Linked DNA regions of Hordeum vulgare: region 2 is linked to region 1. The links are chromatin contacts, called in public Hi-C maps. All regions are on one chromosome and are shown on one strand. The core of a region is the stretch at or near the end of the contact, and the rest is flanking DNA. Distances in the headings are between cores, read along the strand shown.

Evidence for each region. Hi-C and Micro-C count contacts between places; a contact is called where the count stands out from the background.
Region 2: a Hi-C map of leaf shows a contact between it and region 1, with 2.3 times the contacts expected there. The contact joins two enhancer-like sites. A contact is called at or near these places in 3 of 6 Hi-C or Micro-C datasets (leaf and seedling).

What each region holds. Positions count from the first base shown.
Region 1 is chr2H:565,658,735-565,662,379 of MorexV3_pseudomolecules_assembly, forward strand. No RefSeq gene overlaps it. Among protein-coding and RNA genes, the nearest start is that of LOC123427299, 11 kb to the left of the region's middle. Within about 2 kb of position 1,872, at least 3 of the 3 cell types and tissues checked have open chromatin away from gene starts, as enhancers often do. A contact at or near this core is called in leaf, where this site is marked.
Region 2 is chr2H:565,772,616-565,775,739 of MorexV3_pseudomolecules_assembly, forward strand. No RefSeq gene overlaps it. Among protein-coding and RNA genes, the nearest start is that of TRNAA-UGC, 12 kb to the left of the region's middle. Within about 2 kb of position 1,361, at least 2 of the 3 cell types and tissues checked have open chromatin away from gene starts, as enhancers often do. A contact at or near this core is called in leaf, where this site is marked.

The DNA.
Region 1 (3,645 bases), core at 622-3,121:
TTTGATCACTAAATAGGTCTCGACGAGATCATCAAAACTACATTTTTATATGGATATGTTTCGACGACCTTTTTTTTAGATATAAGTTATCATTATGTTTACAATGAAGTTGTCATAGTGTTTACAATAAAGTATCACGACATGTTTCATCTAGTTTTTCTTCTAGATTTAAAGCTATCATTGTATTTCAACTATTTTTCATGACAATTTTTTATTAATTGACCATAGAAAAATTTAGTAATTAAACATGCCACGTTTAATTTAAAGATCATGGTAATATTTAGTAATTCATCATGAAAAATTGAGTTTGTAGATCATGGCAGTTTTAGTATTTTAACCATGACAATTCTAGTATTTTGAATATCAAAAATATTTTTATATGAACAATGACAAATTTTAGTGCATGTATCATGATAAATTTAAGTAATTCATCATGGCAATTTTTATTTATGGTTCACGGCCAATTTGAGCTATTGACCATGCATTTTTAAAGTAACCGATGATATATTTCTTTTTTACTTATGAACTATGTCAAAACTATTTCATGGATCATGACAAATTTTAGTAATTCATCATGGCAAGTTTAGTTTCTTAATTCCTTTTTAAAATGTCAAAAATTACTTTAAGCATAGAAAAAAAGTTAAAATATATCATGACAACTTCAATGTAATCTTGATGGCAATAATGTCTAACAGACATGACAACTTTTAACCCAAAAAAAAATCATTGAAATATGTTGATATGAGATCTATTTTCAAAGATCTTGTCGCGTTGAATTTATTGATAAAAACAGTTTTTCAACCGAAATTTTATTTAAAAGATAAAATATTTTAAAAACACAAAAGACGAAAGATTACTTCTGACAATTTTGTCACTTGTACATACATACGGTGATATGGTTCAATCTATTGGTCATGGACGCATGATCGGATATTGTTTCCATCACGCGTGTGATGATTATCGACGTCTTTGAAAAAAAGGGAGAAAAAATTGGAGCGCCCCTAGAAATCGAACCATGGTCACGCAGGGAAACAACAGCGCTACAAGAGGCGATCTGAGCCGGTTTTTATCTTTTTTTTATTTTTGTTTTCTTTTCTTCATTTCTTTTTGCACCTCTTTTTTAAAAAAATTTAATTTTGTTTTCTTTTTGTTTTTCATTCTATATTTTATGTACATGATCATAATTTTTAAAATAATTGATCAATATTATTTAAATACTTGTTAACGATTATTAAATACTTGTTCAACATTTTTATATACATGTTCAACATTTTTTCAAATACATATCCAACATTATTCAAATACTTGTTCAAAAAAATGTAAATACTTGTTCAATATTTTAATACTTATTCAACATTTTTCAGATACATGTTCATTATATTTGAAATACTCGTTCATATTATTCAAAAACTCATTCAATAGTTTTTCAAAATAATTGTTCTACATTTTGAACTATTTGTTCAATATATTTAGAAGTTATTAACATTTTTCTAATAGTTGTTCAAAAAAATTAAAATGCTCGTTCAACAATTTTTAGTACTCATTTAACATTTTGTTAAATACTTGTTCAACGTTTTTAATACTTATTAAAAAAATTAAATACTTGCTCAACATTTTTCAAATACGTATTTAACATTTTTAATACTGATTCAAAAAAATTCAAATATTTTTTAACTTTTTTTCAAGTGCGGTGTTTAAGTGTGTTTTTTGCATTTATATGTACCATGTTTAAAAGTGAAAATAAAAGTAAAAATAAATAATATAGAAAACAAGAAAAGAAAAATGGCCGTGGCCTTCCGTGCCCCTGGGCTGACCCATCTGGCCTCCCCTTACGCGAGGCTTGCGGCTGTGCTCGCTTAAAGCGTGACATAAGGGCACCCTATATACTAGCCGGGGGCAGTGCCCTATAGGCCGGACCTTTAGAACTAGGGATGGGAATTGGGTCCCATTTAATTTCATTTAAACCCACTTATTATTTAATAGTCCAAAAATTTATTTATTTATTAAGAAAAATGAACTATTAAGCTGGTAAAAGCTAAATAAATGAGACTTGTGGCTGCCACTTATTTACCATTTACATCCCTATTTAGAACCAGCGCACTTCACAGGCTCACAGCGTGTTCTTATTGGACACATAAGCGAGTGTCTACAAAAACATAAACGAGTGAAGTACATGCTCTTTTCCATTGTCCTAAAAAGGCATGTTCCTTCCCTATAAAAAGCTAACATCTTCTTGAAAAAACAAGGTGAACGATAACAGTATTACTGCTGACTAAACTTTTCATAAAAAGGTTGCCGCCTAAATATTTCTACAGCAGTCTAGCTCTCCTTTTTCCCTACTTTTTTAGGGAACTTTTTTTCCTGCGTAATATTTTCTCTGTAAACTAATATAAAAACGTTTTGATTATTAAAATAATGTTGTAAACACTTTTATATTAATTTACAGAGGAAGTACGTAACAAGTAACGATATGCTTATACGTAGCCGCCAACTCCTCAACTTCATCGCTAGGATCCTCTCACCAGCTTCTCCTGAGCGGTGGCGAGCATTCAACAAGACAACTTCTCATCAAAGTTACTAATTAAAGGAGGGCATCTTTTTTGCATAGGTCATTCACATCTCCTCAGGTGTGGACAAGTGGTGCGCTGCCACTTGTTGCAGTCGGAGAATTTGTGTGGGTTTTCTCACCTGACGAACATGGATGGAAGGTTGGTCATTGTTTTTCATAGATCCAAAAATGTCAAAAAAAAAACAATTCTTGGATCGTATATCCAAATAAAAAAACGTTTTCACCTTTGTGTTCCTCATGCCGAAATCTAAAAAATTATATTTCATGTTAATAGATTTCTCTGAACTTTGTTTAAGGAAAAAACTGTGCTTCCAAAGTGAACTAAGATGTGCTTCCAAATTGCACTAACTTGTGCTCCCATGTGAAACTCTTTTTTTTAAGTTCCAGCCATGCTGGCAATTTTACTGATAGGAGAAAGCAATGGAAGAATAAAATAGGGTGAAGATCCTAGGATCGAGGTCGTTTAACCACATTCGGTCAAACTTTCCAAAAGAAAAGGAAAAGGAAAAAAGAAAAGGCACATGGTTTGATATCTCACGGTGGTTCCTTGAAGGGGCTCTCTATGCATCTAGCTCCCGCTAACCTCCATTGCTCCATTGCCATTTTTGATCCTTGCGATGATATCTCTGATGCCTGGGAGCTTTTTCTGTAAGGTGCATTGGTTGCGCTCTTGCCATATTGCCCAACAGGCGAGAAGTCTCATCGTGTTGGTTCCCTTCTTCCATTTGCCGGCGGTTTCTTCCTCTGATTTTAAGGCAATGGTCGTGGCAGATTGCAGCTCCGAGTCCTCTTTTTGTTTGAGGGTGGCACATCCTTCCCATTGGCTGATCTTGATCCATACCTCATGCGATGTCGGGCAAGTCCACAAGAGGTGCTTGCTAGATTCGAGATTTCGGACACAGGATTGACAGAAGTATTCATTGGGCCATCCTCGCCGCTGTAACCTGTCGTTGCACCATAGTCTGTCCTGAAACATTAACCAGTATAAAATCTTCATGGTAGCCGGCGCCTGGCCTTCCATATAAGCTTGTCGAAGGAGGAAGAAACTCTTCCCTGAAACTGCATGGAGTATGCTG
Region 2 (3,124 bases), core at 111-2,610, 110 kb after region 1:
ACACTTGCTAAAAATGCAAATATTTTTTTGAATACAAGAACCATTTTTAAACTCGTCAAAAAATTGAAACGGCAATATAAATTTTGAAAATGTGCACATTTTTTTAAATTCACGAACATTTTCCAAAAAAAACATTTTTAAACTTAAAAAAAGATGGAGAAAAGCAAAAAAAAAAAGAAAAAGAAAATGATAAATGAATAGAAACCTAAAAAGGGTTTAGGAACTCCTAGAAGGTTCCAGTGACCAAAAAAGGGCTGGGAACCTCCTTGAAGGTTTCCAAAACCGGGGTCGCTGAACTGCTTAACAGCCCGGCCCAAATCATCGATTGGGAACCTCTTACAAACCTGGATAACTGGAGCGCTAATGGGTCGGCCAACGTCAATTGGGAACCTCCTAGAAATTGAGATCGCTGAAACACTCAACGGGCACATTTTTCAAACATTTTAAAATCAAGAACAAATTTCTAAATTGAAAACATTTTTAAAATCTGAAGAACAATTTTTAAAAATCCAGAACATTTTTTGTAAATCTTGACCATTTTCTAAAAATCTAGTACAATTTTTTAAAATGCAAAAACATTTTTCGAATTTGAAGACCAATTTTTGAAATTATCTCGCGCTTTGTGCCCCCCTATGCGAATGCTTGACGACTAATCATCAAGCTAGTGTCAGATGGTGCCAAAGATGTATCCCGCCGCAGAATGATTATGCAAAAAAATTAAGTTGGTGGGGTTGTGTCACGGGATTCACTGGAAGGACCTTATAGCGCCGAGTCTACATGCAATTACATGGGTTCATCGGCTATCAAATGTTCGAGGGTTAAACATGCTTCTTCCTTGGATGCAATGGCATGCCAAGAAACACTTGCTCTTGCCCTTGACCTTTCATTTACGGACGTGGTAATTGCCTCGGATTGCCAAGGTGTGGTAAATGATATTCACAAAGGCACGGAAGGAATATATGCTAGTATCATCAAGGGGATCAACCAAGCTTGAAACCAAAATAGATTGCTCCTTCTTCATCTTTGATGGACGAGATCCAACATCAAGGCACATAGCCTCGCTAAACACACTCTAGGACTTTCTTTGGGACGCCATGTGTGGCTCCTTAATACCCCATATCTCAAATGCATCCGCATGACTTTGTTTAATTATTAATAAAATGCAGTGTTTTTAGACTTAAAAAATTATACTTGACGCAATGCGCGTCCTATAGTATTTTTCATCATTTTCTGCATTGTTTGACTTTGTCGTAGTGCCAGCGTGTGTGCTTTTGGGCCGGAATACCATACATCGCTAAAGGCCTCATCTATAAGTTTGCACATCTAAATCAGCTGTCTCACATTGCCTCAAAGAAAAGAAAAGTCAGTTGTCTGGCGCATGGCCCAAACAGGTCCGCAACGTCATTTGACGGGTCCAGTAACACTAGCCTGGTAGTATGAAACGAGCATTCTTTTGAGTTGCCTTCCTCTTTCATTCTTCAGTCATTCTCGGGCTGGATTACACATCCTCCATAAGAATGGATGTGACAACATACGAGTGACAGCGATGGGCCGATGGCCGAGCTGATAGAGAGCAATGACTCTTTGCTCATGTTTCCACAGGTTCTTTCCCCTGTAAATAACACTTTTATTAACTCAAAAGAACGGTTCAAGTGACATCTCCTCACCTAGTTGTGTGGCTTCTGTATGTTTGCCCCCAGCGTACAGGTTTCGTCATGCATTATCGCGGAACAACGTCGTTGAACAGTACTAGTAGTAGCTTAAGCGCGAGACGTTCATACTCGATTTAGTCTACTGGATTGTCGCAAAATTTCTTGTTTACCTATGCTCCATCGCAAGAGTTATGTCTCGCCCGTACAGATTTATATCGCCTACGCGCAAGCGACTATCGGGCTAGCCCAACATTGTACCAAGCACGAGTTCTTCTTCCGAGGGTTTTTCGCTATTTGAAATATAATTTCTCCATGGGTTTTCTTCAGTTTTCTATGTTTTTTTTGGTTTCCTGTTTTGTTTTTGTTTTATTTTAGTTTCCTGTTTTTTCTTCCATTTACATCTTTTTTTGTTTCTTTCTTCGATTTCCATCGAGTTTATTTTTTTTAATACATGTCTATTTTTTATTAGTGCTATAAATTTTTCCTATATAGTTGGAACATTTCTGTGAACTCATTTAACATTTATCACATACATGATTAATATGTTTGTAAAATATATGTTCTATTTTCCATTCTTTCAAACAAATTGTATATTTGCTGTATACATCTGAAACATTTTTTATGGACGCCTAACATTTTTACATAACTGATTTCACATTTTCTTTAAATTCCTATTTCCAACATTTTTATGAATATGTGTTGAATATCTTTTCAAAAACACGTTTTATATGATAGGAGACATTTACTTCAACTATGAAACATTTTTTATATTGGATAAAAAATCGAAAATGTCACAAACATTTTTTTGTAATGCATGAACATTCTTAAACGTCACATACATTTTCTATATTTTGGTTAGTTAAATGAATGTAATTTTACATTGTATAACAAGTTTTTAAAATGTTACATACACATTTTTTAAACGCGTGAAGATCTTTGAAATTTCATATGTTTTTTATGGTAGAAACATTTTGTATAAGTGGGGCGAATATTTTTTTCATTTGATTTACTTAAAATATCATAATATGTATTTTGCTTTTTATATATAAATAAAATAAGAAGAAATCAAACATGTGAAGTCAACGTGCCAGGATCATGTCACAACTGGGTTGGACCATAGCCATGCCGATTGGCCCATAATTTGTTGTCCCAGTGCGTCAGCGTGCATCCTGGCAGGAAAAAGCGGCAAACACATGATCAGTTTGTGCTCATGTCAATTACAACGTGATCGATTTGCTCTACGTTGACGAACTGACGAACTGGACATAGTCAAACTGGATATGAATCATGGGGCTGCAGTTGCATCTAATGGACATGAAGCAGTGCCACGACGACCTAAAGCACCTCCTATGGGCTATGCTAAGATACATGTAGATGTCGTTGTGAGGCGAGGAAGAGGTGGTTCTGCTGCAGGTGTGTGTCGGGGCAGCAACGGTAACTACCTAGGGAGCTCCGCCCTAGAGGTTGAAGGC